Regions from separate parts of the Macaca mulatta genome. Here region 1 is linked to region 2. The links are chromatin contacts, called in public Hi-C maps. All regions are on one chromosome and are shown on one strand. Each heading gives the region's core, a stretch centred on a gene start, on an enhancer-like site or on the middle of the called end of the contact. The rest is flanking DNA. Distances are from core to core; before and after follow the strand shown.

What was found. Hi-C and Micro-C count contacts between places; a contact is called where the count stands out from the background.
Region 1: a contact with region 2 is called in a Hi-C map of fetal cortical plate, with 4 times the contacts expected there. The contact joins the enhancer-like site here to the promoter of GRIA1 in region 2. A contact is called at or near these places in 6 of 14 Hi-C or Micro-C datasets (blood, cortical neurons, fetal cortex germinal zone and 3 more).

Annotation. Positions count from the first base shown.
Region 1 is chr6:162,821,369-162,828,829 of T2T-MMU8v2.0, reverse strand. No RefSeq gene overlaps it. Among named protein-coding and RNA genes, the nearest start is that of FAM114A2, 81 kb to the left of the region's middle. Within about 2 kb of position 2,624, at least 9 of the 40 cell types and tissues checked have an H3K27ac peak or open chromatin away from gene starts, as enhancers often do. A contact at or near this core is called in fetal cortical plate, where this site is marked.
Region 2 is chr6:162,342,406-162,349,131 of T2T-MMU8v2.0, reverse strand. GRIA1 (glutamate ionotropic receptor AMPA type subunit 1) reads right to left here and starts at 2,214. Exons shown (of 16, transcript NM_001265785.2): 1 at 1,802-2,214. The coding sequence starts at 1,883.

The DNA.
Region 1 (7,461 bases), core at 1,375-3,874, 480 kb before region 2:
GCTTGAACCCAGCAGACAGAGGTTGCAGAGAGCCGAGATCGTGCCAGTGCACTCCAGCCTGGGTGACAGAGAGAGACTCCATCAAAAAAACCCAAAAAAACAAAAAATGTATTAATTGACTGTTTATGTTATCCGTACGACTTCCAGTGAACAGTAGGGTATTAGTAGTTAAGTTTTGGGAGGAGTCAAAAGTTAGAGATTTTTGACTGTTTCTGGGGTTGGCTCCCTAAACTCCACGATGTTCAAGGGTTAACTGCACTGCAAATAACGTACATGAATAGAAGGCATATAATACAGGTATATGTGTTTCATAGCACAGCGCCAGGTAGGGCTGCTCATTAAATAGCTTGTATTTCTGATTCCATTTCCCTGCTCACACAAGTCGATATTATTTTTCACTGGGGGGATTGGAGAAGGTTTCCTGGAGCAGGTGAGAATTCAGCTGGGCTTTGAAGGACTGGAGAACGTTCACAAGTATGGAAGAATGGGGGTGTGATTGGGTGTGGTGAGGGGAGGTTTGGAACAGAAAAATAAGTGGGAAGTCTCGGGTTTGTTTAGGGAGTCAAGAAGAGGCCATTTTGGTTTGAGCTGTTGGTTCACTGGGGGAACCAGAAAGACATACATTTGAAAGAATAGACTGCAGTCCTGGAATTAGAAAATAGAGAGTTGGAAGTGACCCAGGGGGTCACTGGCCCAATCTTTTACCTGTAGCAGGAATGAATATGCACGATGTGGCAGTAATGATAGCCTAGTCTGAGACTCAACTCTGCTCTGTGTTCTTGGATAAATTACATGTCATTTCTGATCTGGATTTCTCCTCTGTGTGACAGAAATAATCCTTGACCAGCCTCCTCTGTTATTGTCATGAAACTTTAGGGAGGTTTGGGCTGAGGATTCATTAAGAAGTTCGGCAAGGGACTCCTTTCTCTTCTCCGAGCCTTGATTTTACTGTACACACACACACATACAAAACAAAAACCCCATCTGCCTCCAGGGTGTAGAGGTTGTGAATGTAGCCAGGTTACAGGCACCCAGGAGGGGAGAGGAAGGCAACCTGGGAGGGCCCTAGGGCAGTGGAGGGGCTGCGATTCTAGGCACAGCCATGATTCTTTCCCACTCTGCCCACTGGCTTCTACTGTGGGCACAGCTGGAATTCTCTCCTTGCTGCCTGCCTCTTCTTCTTGCTGGGATGGGTCACACAGTGCATGGGTGACCAGCTCCTGATCATCCATCCCTGCACAGCCAGCCCCTGGATGCCCTGAAGGAGCTATGCCAGCTTCCCCTCTTCTCCCCATCATCTCCCTCCATCTCCACCCTGACTTTGGTGGCTTCATCTCTCCTAAGCTCATTCTCAAGGAGAGAGCCCATGAGGGCAAGTGCCCTATTATTCTGGACACTCCTGCTTTTTCATGTCAGCATTAGCATCACAGTTTCCAAAGCACCCTCCCTGTGGAGAAGCATGCCAGGCAGGACTCCTGGTCACACTTAGTGGGTGGGAAAATGGAGACAGAGAGGCCGACGGAATGCCCCTGGGAGAGCCAAAGCTAGACTCCTAGTCTGGTGCTCTGACACGACTCTGGAGGCCCTCAAACTTGGAGGGGCATAAGGATTGGGAGTTTGCTACAACACAGACACCTAGGCTGTCATCCCCAGAGAGCTGATCCACAGCAATATCAGGGGAGCCTGAGCATTTGTGTTTTTGATAGGCACTTGGGGATGGTGACATAAATTAGTTTGAGGACCCCTGCAAGGTACTTCACCTTAGAGATCCCAGGAATGAGGTGAAGACATCCAGAGGGAAAAATAACCTTTACGGAGTCACCAACTCTGTCAGGCACTTTATGTGCAGTTTCACCGTAGAATGAGACACTATTATTTCCGTTTCATACATAAGCAAACTGAGACATGGGGAGGTCTCAGTCTCACAGCTGATAAGTAGAAAAGCTGAGATTTGAACTTGGGTCTCTTAGCTCCACAGCAGCCTAAATTCCTTCTACCTAAACCTTTCCAATGCAAACATCCCTAGACCCCTTCATCCTCATATCTAAGGCTTCCACCTGTCTTTTCTCTCTGGGGTTAAACATTGCTTTCAGATCCCCCAGCCAGTGGGAAAGGTCTCTTTTCTTTGCAATGCTCCTCTCCAGCCAGCAGGTGTCAGCCCTGGACTGAGTATGTGGATAAGGGGCGTGCAAAGCTAATGGGAGGAACATAATCTTTTGTTTTCCGCTCCTGGTTTTACAGCCCCTCTCTCCCTCCCAAATTCTATCTATCCTGTTAGGCATGCTTTTGCTGAGCTGGTGCTGTTTGTTACCTCACAATCTTCCAGGTTGGGATGCCCCAGGAATTCCGAATCCCCTAGAGCCATCGGCGTAGACTTGGAAGTAAGCTGCAGCTGTAGTTTACATTTGCCAAGTATATGCTTGGCACCCTGTTCCGAGCTTTCTATGCTTTACCTTGTTCAGTCCTCCCCATCCCCACAAACCTCTCTGGGTTAGGTGCTAGCAATTCACCCATTTTCTCAGAAGAGGAAACTGGAGCTTTCAGAGGCTAAGAAAGTTGGCTGAGGTCAAGTTGCTGGGTAGGTAGCAGAGCCAGGCTTGAAGCTAGAAGCTCTGGCTACAGAGCTGCGGCAGCGCATGACCATTACACTGAGGAAACTGACGTCTGGGCAAGGAAGGGACTTACTCCTGTGGAACCAGTGCCAGCATGAGAACCCAGGCCTGGTTGTAATTCTGGGCCTTCTCTAATTCTTGCCCTTGCCCAGCTGTGGATGAGGGCTTGGGCAGCGGGGAGTCCCTGAGGAGGCTCCCCACCTCCTCACCCTCCCCAGGCACCAGCACATCGACCAGACAAAGGATAATTGCTGCATGCTGTGCTCAGAGCCAAGCTGAAGGCGGCAGGGTCTCGACACCCCTTCATGCCCAGGGAGTGTGGCATCGCAGAGCAGGGACCTTGTCTGTCCTGTCACCATGCATCGCCAGCTCCTTGCAGGGTCTGGCATGGAGGTGGTGCTCAGTTAATATTTATGAGTATGTGGACATTCCACCTCTTTGGCTATCTCCCCAGGCCCTGCTCCAGGCTTGCCGCAGGAGAGCATTCCTGGCCCTGAGCCAGCACATTCCTCCTCTTTGGGGCCCTCTAGCCTTGCTGGGGGGCAACTCATTTGGTTTCTTAGCATGAACTGCTTGTTCTCCAACTTTCCAGATGGGTCTTTTATCTATCCTGCCTCCACTCTAGACCGCAAGACCTTAGGGGGCAACCTCTCAGATCGCCTTATATGCTGCCTGGTGTCTAGCACAAGATGGAATATAACGTAAGGTATTTATGAAAAACTATAATCCACTATTTTATCCAAGCAGTACACATTCATTGTTGCAAAATGGAAAATAAGCCGAGGGAGGAAAATTAAAATCATTCCCATGATAATAGGATCCTTTCCTTCTATGATATTTTAATGGAATTGATTTTTTTCCCTTTCTCTTTTTATTGTATAAGAAATACATCTCTTGTACAAGTGTAAAAATTACAGGTAAGCATAAGCAAAAATTTTTTAATTTATTGGGAATACCACTTTCTAAACCTGTTAATAATTCCATTAACAATTGTAATGGTAATAACCACCTCTATTTGTTGAGGGCCTACTATTTAATAGCAGTTTTACATGATTTTTTAGAAGTTTATTGAGGTGTAATTTCTATGTATAAAGTCCATCCATTTTAATTCCTTAATCATTTCAATTCACAGATTTTTTTAGTGAGTTTAAAAAGTTGTGCAACCATCAGCATAGTCCAGTTTTAGAATATTTCTATCATCCTAGTAAAACCCCTTAGGCTCATTTACAGTTAATCTCAGTTCCTACGCTCAGCCCCAGGGGGCCATTAATCTATTTTCTGTCTCTGCAGTTTTGCCATTTCTGGACATTTCATATAAATGGAATAACACACTAGATGGTTCTTTGTGTTTGACCTGTACACTGATGATTTTAGGTTCAGCCTGTCATTTACAGGCGAGGAAACTGAGGCTTAGTGAGGGCAAGTGATTGCTGGAAACAGCTACACAGGGAGAGAGTGGGGCTTCCTGGATTCAGCTGAGGTCTGTCTGACTCTCAAGTGTACACTTGTAGCCACCCTCCTCCATCACCTGTCACAGTACATTACTTTTTATGTTCTAGCTGTTGCAATTATATGTTCATATATATATATTTTTTTCTCCCAAAGGAATCAAACTGTTATACATTCTTTTGCCACTTCTTTTTCATTCAATAATAGATTGATAATAATAACAATGAGTAAGATGTCTCCATGTGAATTAATATACATCTGCAATACCTAGAGTAGATTTTTGATAAGTACAAGGTGGCAGTTAGGGGTATGGGCTTTGGAACCAGATGGACCGAATTTAGATACCAATTCCGTCACTTATCAGGCATGTGCTGTAGACAGAATGTTTGTGCCCCCAAAATCCATGTAGTAAAACTGAATCCCCAGTGTGAGAGTACTTGTGGGGTTTTGGGTAGGTAATTGGTTTACGAGGGCCGAGCCCTCATGGATGGGATGAAAACTCTTATAAAAGAGGCTCCAGAGAGATCCCTCCTGTCTTCCCTTTCTCATGTGAAGACACAGCAAGAAGTCGGGTGTCTATGAATCAGGAAACTGGCCTTCACGACACACTGAATTTGCTGATGCCTTGGTCTTGGACTTCTCAGCCTCGAGAACTGTGAGAAAGAAATCTCTGTTGTTGATGCTGGTGAGGATGTGGAGAAATAGGAATGCTTTTACACTGTTGTTGGGAGTGTAAATTAGTTCAACCATTGTGGAAGACAGTGTGGCGATTCCTCAAGGATCTAGAACCAGAAATACCATTTGACCCAGCAATCCCATTACTGGGTGTATACCTAAAAGATTTTAAATCATTCTGCTATAAAGACACATGCACACGTATGTTTATTGCAGCACTATTTACAGTAGCAAAGACTTGGAACCAACCCAAATGCCCATCAATGATAGACTGGATAAAGAATATGTGGCATATATACACCATGGAATACTATGCAGCCATTAAAAAAAAAAAAAATGAGTTCATGTCCTTTGCAGGGACATTGATGAAGCTGGAAGCCATCATTCTCAGCAAACTAACACAGGAACAGAAAACTAAACACCACGTGTTCTCATTCATAAGTGGGAGCTGAGCAGTGAGAACACATGGACACAGGGAGAGGAACATCACACACCAGGCCTGTTAGGGGGTGGGGGGTAAGGGGAGGGAGAGCACTAGGACAAATACCTAATGCATGTGGGACTTAAAACCTAGATGATGGGTTGATGGGTGCAGCAAACCACCATGGCACATGTGTACCTATGTAACAAATCTGCATGTTCAGCACATGTATCCTATTTACTTTTTTGTAAAATTAAAAAAAAAAAAAGAAATATCTGTTTTTGATAAGCAACTCAGTGTTTTGTTATAGCAGCCCAAATGGACTAAGAGACCATGTGACTTTAAGACAGTTACTTAACTGCTCTGTGCCTCAGTTTCCTTATCTATAAAAAGCAGATGTGAATGCCAATCTCATAAAGCTGCTGTGAGAATTAAATGAACTAATATGTAGAGAGCATCTGGTGCCCGGGAACCACTCAGCCCATGTCAGCAGTGTTTGTTGCAACTGTTGAACTCATGAACAAACCCTCGAATTTGCACATCAATTTCAGCCTGGAAGCAGGCATCGAGGTGGGGCCACCAGTTTATCTGACTAATCAATGAAGAAAGTCGTGTGATCTCCTTCCCACCTCCCCACAGCTGGAATCTCAGCTGTATCTGGATTGTCGGAGGAGGCCTGGTGAGGTCAGGAGATTGACAGCCTTGTTCTAATTGCAAGTCCCTTCCTGGGGAATTTAGGAGCTGAGCTCCACAGCTGGGGAGGATGTTAGGATCAGTTCTAGTCTATGTGGTAACGGGCCCCAGGGCTCATGGAACTGGAGAGGTGTCAGCTCCCCATTCAGGTCCAGGCAGTACCTTGCCGAGGCTCCAGCCTGGCTTCTGATTGCCCGTACCCAGAAGCCAGAATGCTGTTACAGCCCCATCAGTCAGCCTGCAATTAGTGAAATGGAGGCACACATGCTGGTTTGCAGATTGTGGGTGGGAGGACAGGATGTGGTGGGAAATAGCTCTCACCAACTCAAGGGGCGGGGGTGGCATTTGTCTGTGTTCCCTGGTGATTTGGCAGTAGAGGCTGCCGGGCACTCACATGGGGTTGGCAGCCTTTGAAACCCTCTTGGGGTCCTGGGCTCTTTCCTTCTTTTGGGTTACAGGTGGGGACATTAGGCCCTTATGTCGGTAAGGCCAGAGCCAAGACAATCAGGCGCATGCTCGGCATGGGGCACAGGGCTGAGGACAGGGGTGAGAGGAGCAAGGCCTGGCTGTGCAGGGCTGAGGACGGGGTGAGAGGGGCAGGGTCTGGCTGTGCAGGGCTGAGGACAGGGGTGAGAGGGGCAGGGCCTGGCTGTGCAGGGCTGAGGACAGGGGTGAGAGGGGCAGGGCCTGGCTGTGCAGGGCTGAGAACAGGGGTGAGAGGGGCAGGGCCTGGCTGTGCAGGGCTGAGGACAGGGGTGAGAGGGGCAGGGCCTGGCTGTGCAGGGCTGAGAACAGGGGTGAGAGGGGCAGGGCCTGGCTGTGCAGGGCTGAGGACAGGCGTGAGAAGGGGAAGGCCTGACTGTGCAGGGGTGAGGACAGGTGTGAGAGGAGTAAGGCCTGGCCTTGGGTGTGGGGTGAGGGACCAGGGGCTGCCGGGGTGAGGGGGAGCTCAGGCTGGGGTGCCGGAGCTCACCCCAGGGAAGCAATCTTTGTAGGTGCCTATGGCATGCATGCATGCATGGAAGTATTCAACAGATATAAACAACCTAGAGAGTTCTCATGGAGATCCAGGTTTCTGACTTCTCTTCCCTGTACAAACTGAAGGTTCAGCCACACAGTTTATATTTCTACAAGGCAGCATCCAAACTGTGCTGTGCAGCGACTTCCCTCTTTGGATGGGGCACCTGCTTTCTTGCTTGATACAGTCCCCACTACTCCCCTTCATCATCCAGCCCACGAGTCCAGTGCCAGTGACCATTTGTCCACCTACACTGCGCCCATTTCCTTCTTTTGAGTTTGGGACCTTTGGCTGGGGAATGCTGTGCTCAAGACCTGGCTCTCTACTCAGGGTGGTCAGGAGGCTCTGGAGGAGTGACTGACACATGGATGCCCAGCCCATCCCATGAAGAGTGTTTTAGGCAGAGGGTGTAGCAAGTGCAAAGTCCCCAAGAGGCAGGAATTCCTGGAACGGAGCCCCCTGGGCTCTTGGAATTCCTGGAATGGAGAGCTCAAGACAGACTACATATTGAGAAGTAGAGAGAGCAAGTTTCGTTACAAGTTAGAAAGATACCCCAGCCAGGAGAGGGAAGAGGCTTCTGGATAGTGCAGCGG
Region 2 (6,726 bases), core at 965-3,464:
CTTTATCAGTTAAACAACCAAGGTAGGGCTAAATATAATTTTAAAAATCTGCAGAGATACATGAGAAAACAGCACATACACAAAACATTCTCATGCATTTATACCAGTTGCTATATATACAAATACACTAGACAAACACATCCCATCCACAAAGGATAGGTAGTATATAAACACAAATGTAAACAATGCCACATGTAAGAGCCAGTGATTTCCACATGTACATGTGCCCCCATTTTAAAGAATAAAAACAACAAAAAAATTATTGATTCTGATGCTCCCCTTTCCCCCCAGATGACCACACCCCAAACACTGCCCTGTCCCCTTTCTCCTCCTCTGCAATGAATGAAAGAGAAGGGGTGGGAGGTTGGGGAGTAGAAGGCTACAGGCTGGGCTACAAGGGAAGTGTCTCCCCTGAAGGCAGGAAGTTTTGTGTGTAAGGCACTAGCACACAGATACATACACACTTCAGGATGTAGCTTAACAGGTGTCAGGAAACAAAGCAAGTTACTCCATGACCACTCCAAGCCGCCAGCTAGTTGGAGAGGCCGAAAGAGATGGGTACTGCAGCACACATATGCCTGACAAAATATCAATTGCACCATGTCCCCCCTCAAACACACACTCACAAAAGGGCACAAACTCCCAGTAATGCGAACTTTCCCTAGTGGAGCTATCTCCCTACCAGGGAAGAGAGACTAGAAACCAAACCAACAAAGATGCTTCCAAACACAGCAGCTTGCTTCATTCTGGGACACAAACGACACTGAAATCCTGGTCACACGGAAGCCCCAAGCCCTTGTGGACATGCTTTGTGGTTGGCGTTATTGCTCCTGTTTGTTTTGCTTTCCCTCATGATTATCAGGAGTAGCAATATCTGTCAGTTCCCTCAGAAATACAGGGAGGGTGGCGGGGCCTTTCAGAAGTGCAACAACTAAGAAGGGGAAATGGGGAACAAGAAAAGCAGGCAGCATGTTGCAACCTGCCTCTAAGTTGAGAGGATGGAGCCCAGTAACAAGGATAACGGACAGCCAACAGGAGGAGAAAGGAGCATGTGTACGTACGCGTGTGTGCTTGTGTGTGTAAAAGGTAGACCTCTGTGGACAGGAAATCTAAGAGGAGGGGCAAGGAAGGAACGGAGAAAAGGCAGGCTAGGAAGTTCCAGGATCGGGGGAGTGGAGACCACCAGCGCAGCATGGCAGACAGCAAAGGGAAGGCAGCTGGAGGAGTCCAGAGCAGGAGAGGGAGCCTACCCGCCTTGGAGTGGGGGCCTTCTGGCATTATTTCAGTGGCTGCAATATACCCAGCACCCCTCACTCCTTCTTCTAGAGGGTCTCTTTTCTGTCTCCTAGCAGAGAAAGCACTGCCTCCTTCAATTACATATATATGTGCATATGTAATATATAATCACACACGTGAAAACACACACACCATACATACTTACATTAAAAATGGAATCAAGCACCATCTACCAAGCAATACAGTTAACTCCTTAAACACCCACCACCCCTTTCAGCCTGATTTTTTTTTCCTCCAAAGCGATAGTTCCTCCATTTCACATGCTCTTGCCTGGAGTGCGAGTGGGATGTGTGTATGTGTGCGAACACTTCCCCTCTGCCCTCATCCGATCAGGAGAAGCCCCCTCCTCTGGCTGGCAGCCCAAGTCTCCCTTCTGTTACTGCAGCACAGCTTTAGGGAGCCAAGCACAACAGTCAGTATCGGGGAGGGGGTACACAACCCCTACGCCCCAGAAAATCCCTGGCCAGACCCAGAAAGTCCCTCCCCAGGCTGCCCCCTCACTCACCGATCTGGATATTGTTGGGGAAATTGGCACCTACTACCGCGCCTAGGAAACCGGTGCAGAAGAAGGCAAAAATGTGCTGCATATTCCTTTTTGCATTGGCGAAAAAGAAGCCCAGGTCCAATCATAGATTTGGTGTTTCTCCCCCCTTTCCCTTTATTCTTCTCGCTGTTCTGCCTGTTCTTTTCCTCCTGCTGTTCCTTCCTTGCTTGCTTCCTTCCTTCCTTCAGTGAGGTTTGTCTGTTTCCCTTGGAATCGGAGCACTTAAACTGCAGCGTTAACACCAACTGACAGCCAGATTAACTGAGCACGGGAAGAGAAGCCCGTCCTCATGCTAGCTGGAGCGCTGGCTCCCCCTCTCCTTCTCCTCTCCCCTCGCAGCCTGCCTCTCTCTCCCTCCCTTGCTCTCTCTCGCTCTCCCCCTCACACTCACACAGGCAGTAAGCTCTATGCTAATACCCACCGAGCCAGCTTGGAGTTCCACAGCCGACCTTCCTACTTATTCCCCCTGCCTTCCGTCCTCACCTTATCCTCCTTTCTGTGTGTGAAGAAAGGTTGGGGGGGCGGGGAGGTGACACGTGGCGCTTGGTCCTGGAAGGGGCAACCTCGCAGTCCTCTTTACCCTCCCCCGCCTTTCTGAGCTCTCTCTGCCCCCTCCCCCAGCCCCCAGGCTGAAGCTGCTGGGAATGTGGGTTCAGCTGTAAGTCAGTAGGTGGCAGGGGGTCCCCACAATAGTCCTCAATCCACCAGCTGCTTGATCTAGGTCACTTTTTCTAGGAGTCCACGGGCTGCGCTGGATATATCTCCTGCACTCCACTGGCCCAATTATTCCTACAACTAATTCCTGAGGGAAAGACCCTAGAAATCCCTCCTAGGAAATTTAAAGGGGAAAAAAAAGGCTTTCTCTCTCCTAATGGAAGGAATGACAGATAGACAAACAAGGGAGGATCTGGAGTGATTGGCAGGTATTTTGACCAGATATTTGATAGTCCCTGTCTACCTTTACAAGTGAAATGGTGGTCTCTTTTCAATCCTAGGCATTTAAAATGGGCCCCTTTCTCCCTTTCCCTGCATTCCACAGGAGTCTATAGCATCAGAATCGTGTGGGTGTACAATAAAGACTAAGGATACTTACACAGAGCAATTACATGAGTCATTTTGCAGGGATTCTAGTGAGAGGATTCAAGCTTCTTTCAGTTCTCTCTGGATGCTGGTCGTGTCTGGTGTAAGCTGGAACTTCATAGACTCTCCTGGACCAGGGTTTCTGCTGAAATAACCTGTAGAGAGATCAACTGTGTTTGGGAGAACAGTGTTAAATGCAAAGCAGCAGCCACTAGCAGCCACAGAATACAGTTTTTGAAGGAACTTTACAGTTTTTTTATCCATCTATCTTCACTCCAATCCTGCAAAGTGGCCATGAGCCCTGTTTTACAGATGAAAAAGATAAGGCTTCTGGGATTAAGTCATAAAGACACAGACCTACTAAGATGTATAGTACAGCCTACACACTTGAGTGCTATGGCCATTACCAGTTGACTTACCGCCCTGGCCAGGTCTCCGGTCCAACAGGAGATGATCCGGGAAAAGGAAAGTCAACCTTGTCTTTAGTAAGAAAGAAATAATAGACTTCGGTCTCCATTTTGCTTTGCCATATGAATAGGCCATTTTATCCAGAGACTCTTCACTTCCCTCACCAAGACTGTATATCATGTGGACTTGAGTGACAGCTACAAGGACTGGAATGTGTAAAAAAATATCTGACCACATACAATGAAGCCCCAAAATAGGAACAACCTGGAGGTCAAATGCTTTGTGATTTCCTATGTACTTTCAGATATATTAATTAATTAGCTAAAATAATTTTTAAGGCTAATGTTTATTCACTATTTTGAATGTGCCAGGTAACATGCTAAGCAATGCATCTGCATTATTTCTTTGTACAATACCTGTGTAAGTAGCCTCATGCCCATTTTATAGATAAAGAAACAGAGGTCTAAAAATTCACCTGAAGTTTTCACTGCTAATGAAATAGATTGGTCATTTAAACACAGTAAACACCACCATCAGGCCCCAGCTCTTAATTCTTAGGCTCTAACAGCAGCAAGCACTGGGTGGGAACCTTCTAAAGGTAGAATCAGCATCAGCATAGGAAGATGAGAGAACAGAATCAGGAAAGATCACTTCTAAGGTCTCAGCCAACATTAAGAGTCAGTGATTTAATGATTCCATCTTTTAATTTCTCCATTTGCATTTTTTGTATCTTACTATTTGGAATAGTACCTGGGGATCTTTTAGGTTCCTTAAGCTTTGTGCCTGGTAATAATAATTATCAGGCTGTCACTAAAGGCTTTACACCTCGCAGTCACCTTTTAGAGGAAGTTCTTTAGGCCCTTCACAAGCGAAACCTCAAGGCCCCCATCCCCCCGTATTAGGTAAGAATTGTTTTGCATACTTTGTAGGAGGGGACTTTTAATGTAGTTAAAAATATAAATTTTCCATGGTCATTATAACTCATGTAGTCAAGCAGATCTTCCTAAAACAGAGGTCTACATCACTGCCCTGCTCAAGTATGGTCAATAGCTCCCCTCAGTCTATTAAATACATAGTTGTTCACTGATTAAATACAGAAGTTACATATTTCAAGTGTAGGCATCTAGGTCAAACTACATTAGGTTCAACTGTTTATGCCATGTTTCTTTATAATTTTCTTCATTTCAAATGTTGGTGGGGAACCTATTCTGTATCTCACAGGGTGCTAGGTGCTGGGTGATATGAAGAGGAATCAGACACAGTCTCTGCATCAAGGCAGGTGAATGAGGCAGAAGAAGAAGACAGATGAACCTGGACAACTTTCATCCAGAAAGACCATGACCAGTGCTCTAAAAGATGTAAACACAACAGTGGGAGAACAAAGAAGGATGCAACCAGTGTGTCTGTCTGTGGGGATCCAGCCAGGCTTCAAAAGAGCTGAGCTGTGAAGGATGAGGAAATTATAGGCAGTAACTGAGGACTGGGAAGGACATGCAAACCAAGGAAAGAGCCCCAGCAAGGGCTGGAGGCAGGAAAGAACACCACGTGTTCTGTAAGCCTGGAGCCGGCAGTGCATAACTGGGAAGAGTATACTGGGAAACATGGAACTTAGAAGAGGTCAGCATCAGGATTTGGAACCCACTGAATTCCTGGCAGCCCATGGTGAGCCATGGGGCATTTTTAGTATGCTAGTTCGAATAGCAGGCATGTGCATGAGAAAGAAAAGATTGACCACTGGTAGAAGGTGATTTTCTCATTTCCTCATCCTCAAAGGTTAGAAGTACCTATCGAACAGCTTTGTTTCCCTTTGACATCATCCTTTATTAGCTCATCATGCTGTCTCTCCTTAGAGTCCCCAATCCTATTTGCCATTCCCAGTATCAGTTTTAAGAGTGGCTAGATGATTAGCTTAAGGCAGTGGTTCTCAACTGGCAGCAATTTTCTCCCCCAGGGGATATTCGGCAAAAATGTCCAGAGATGTTTTTGGTTCTCACAACTATGGAAGTGTACCCCTGGAATCTCATGGGTGAAGGCCAGGAATGTCACTAAACATCTACAATTCACAGAGCATCCGCCCCACAAAAAAGAATTATCTGGTTCCAAATATAAATAGCATTGAGGCTAACAAACCTTCCTTAAGGGGACTAGTGATTGGTATGCCAGGGACTAGGCACCAGGACCCTGCAGCCTCCCTCCCATTATATTACACTGAAGAAAAATTAAGTTGATCATCTTTTAAGACTTTTCACATTTTAAAGTGGAGTATCTGAAGATGGGTGCTCATTAAAGTCCAGCAGTTAAGCATCTAACGGAGGAACTCCAGGCAGCTGACATCCCATTGGAAAAGCCCTCGAAATGCTGCTCAAATTGTGCTCTAGAGACAGCATGGCACCTACTCCTCAAATTAATTATGACCCATCCCAGCTCATATTTTTGGCATACTTTAAGTCCTCTTACCATGTAGCCAAAACAGTCTAAGATTTACTTATTTTGGCTTTGTTTTGACACTGCAAATCAAGGAGAATGGTGTTGGACAGAGATTACAAATGCAAATGCTTCCTTGAGCCAGGCAGGGAAATGAATGAAATGAGCCAAGTTGAGGAGAACGGGGAAGACAAACAGAACTAGAGAGACTGCTCCCTGTTAAAGGTGGCCACAGGGACTTAATAGCAGCATATTATTACCATGAGGAATTGTAGGCCTAGGGTGGCTAGATCCTAGGATTCTTTTTTCAAGGAAAAGTAGAAATATGGAATATATATATATGTATTCCATATATATGGAATATGGAATATAGTGACATCCCTGAAATATGGAAAAATATATATATATATTAGGTGTACCTTATTGCAAGCTTAGGGAAAAAAGGGGTAGGGTAAGACTAGTGCCTCTGAGCTTGATCTGACTGACAGGCCACAGAGTACCAGCAGAAGCCCGGAGACAAGAGTCCAACTACTTCTCATGCCCAGTGTCAATCTAGAGGCCAAGTCCATTTCCTCTACAAGGCTGTTTCCTCATCTATTAAATGACAAGATTAGATGTGGTGATGGCTACAGGCCCTTCTGGTTCTGACACTCTGTAACTCCATTTGACAGCAGGGGCTGGGGTAAAGAAGAGAAAGGACATGTGTCAGGTCTGGGGAGGCCCTTTCTCTCCTCTACCTCCTATTACCTGTGACAGTGGTATTGGCAAGTTCCTTCCCTTCTTGGACTAGTGTCTCCATCTGCAAAATATGGGTGTTTCACCAAGGTTTCTTCTGGCTTTAACATTTTAGGTTTCTAGTGTAAAGCAATGCAAGGGGGGGACCATCAAATTTATGATCTGAGAACAGACTGCTGACAGCTAAACAATTGGCAAAAACGCGATCTGAGAGAGGGTGCCTCTGTGGCTTTAGGAAG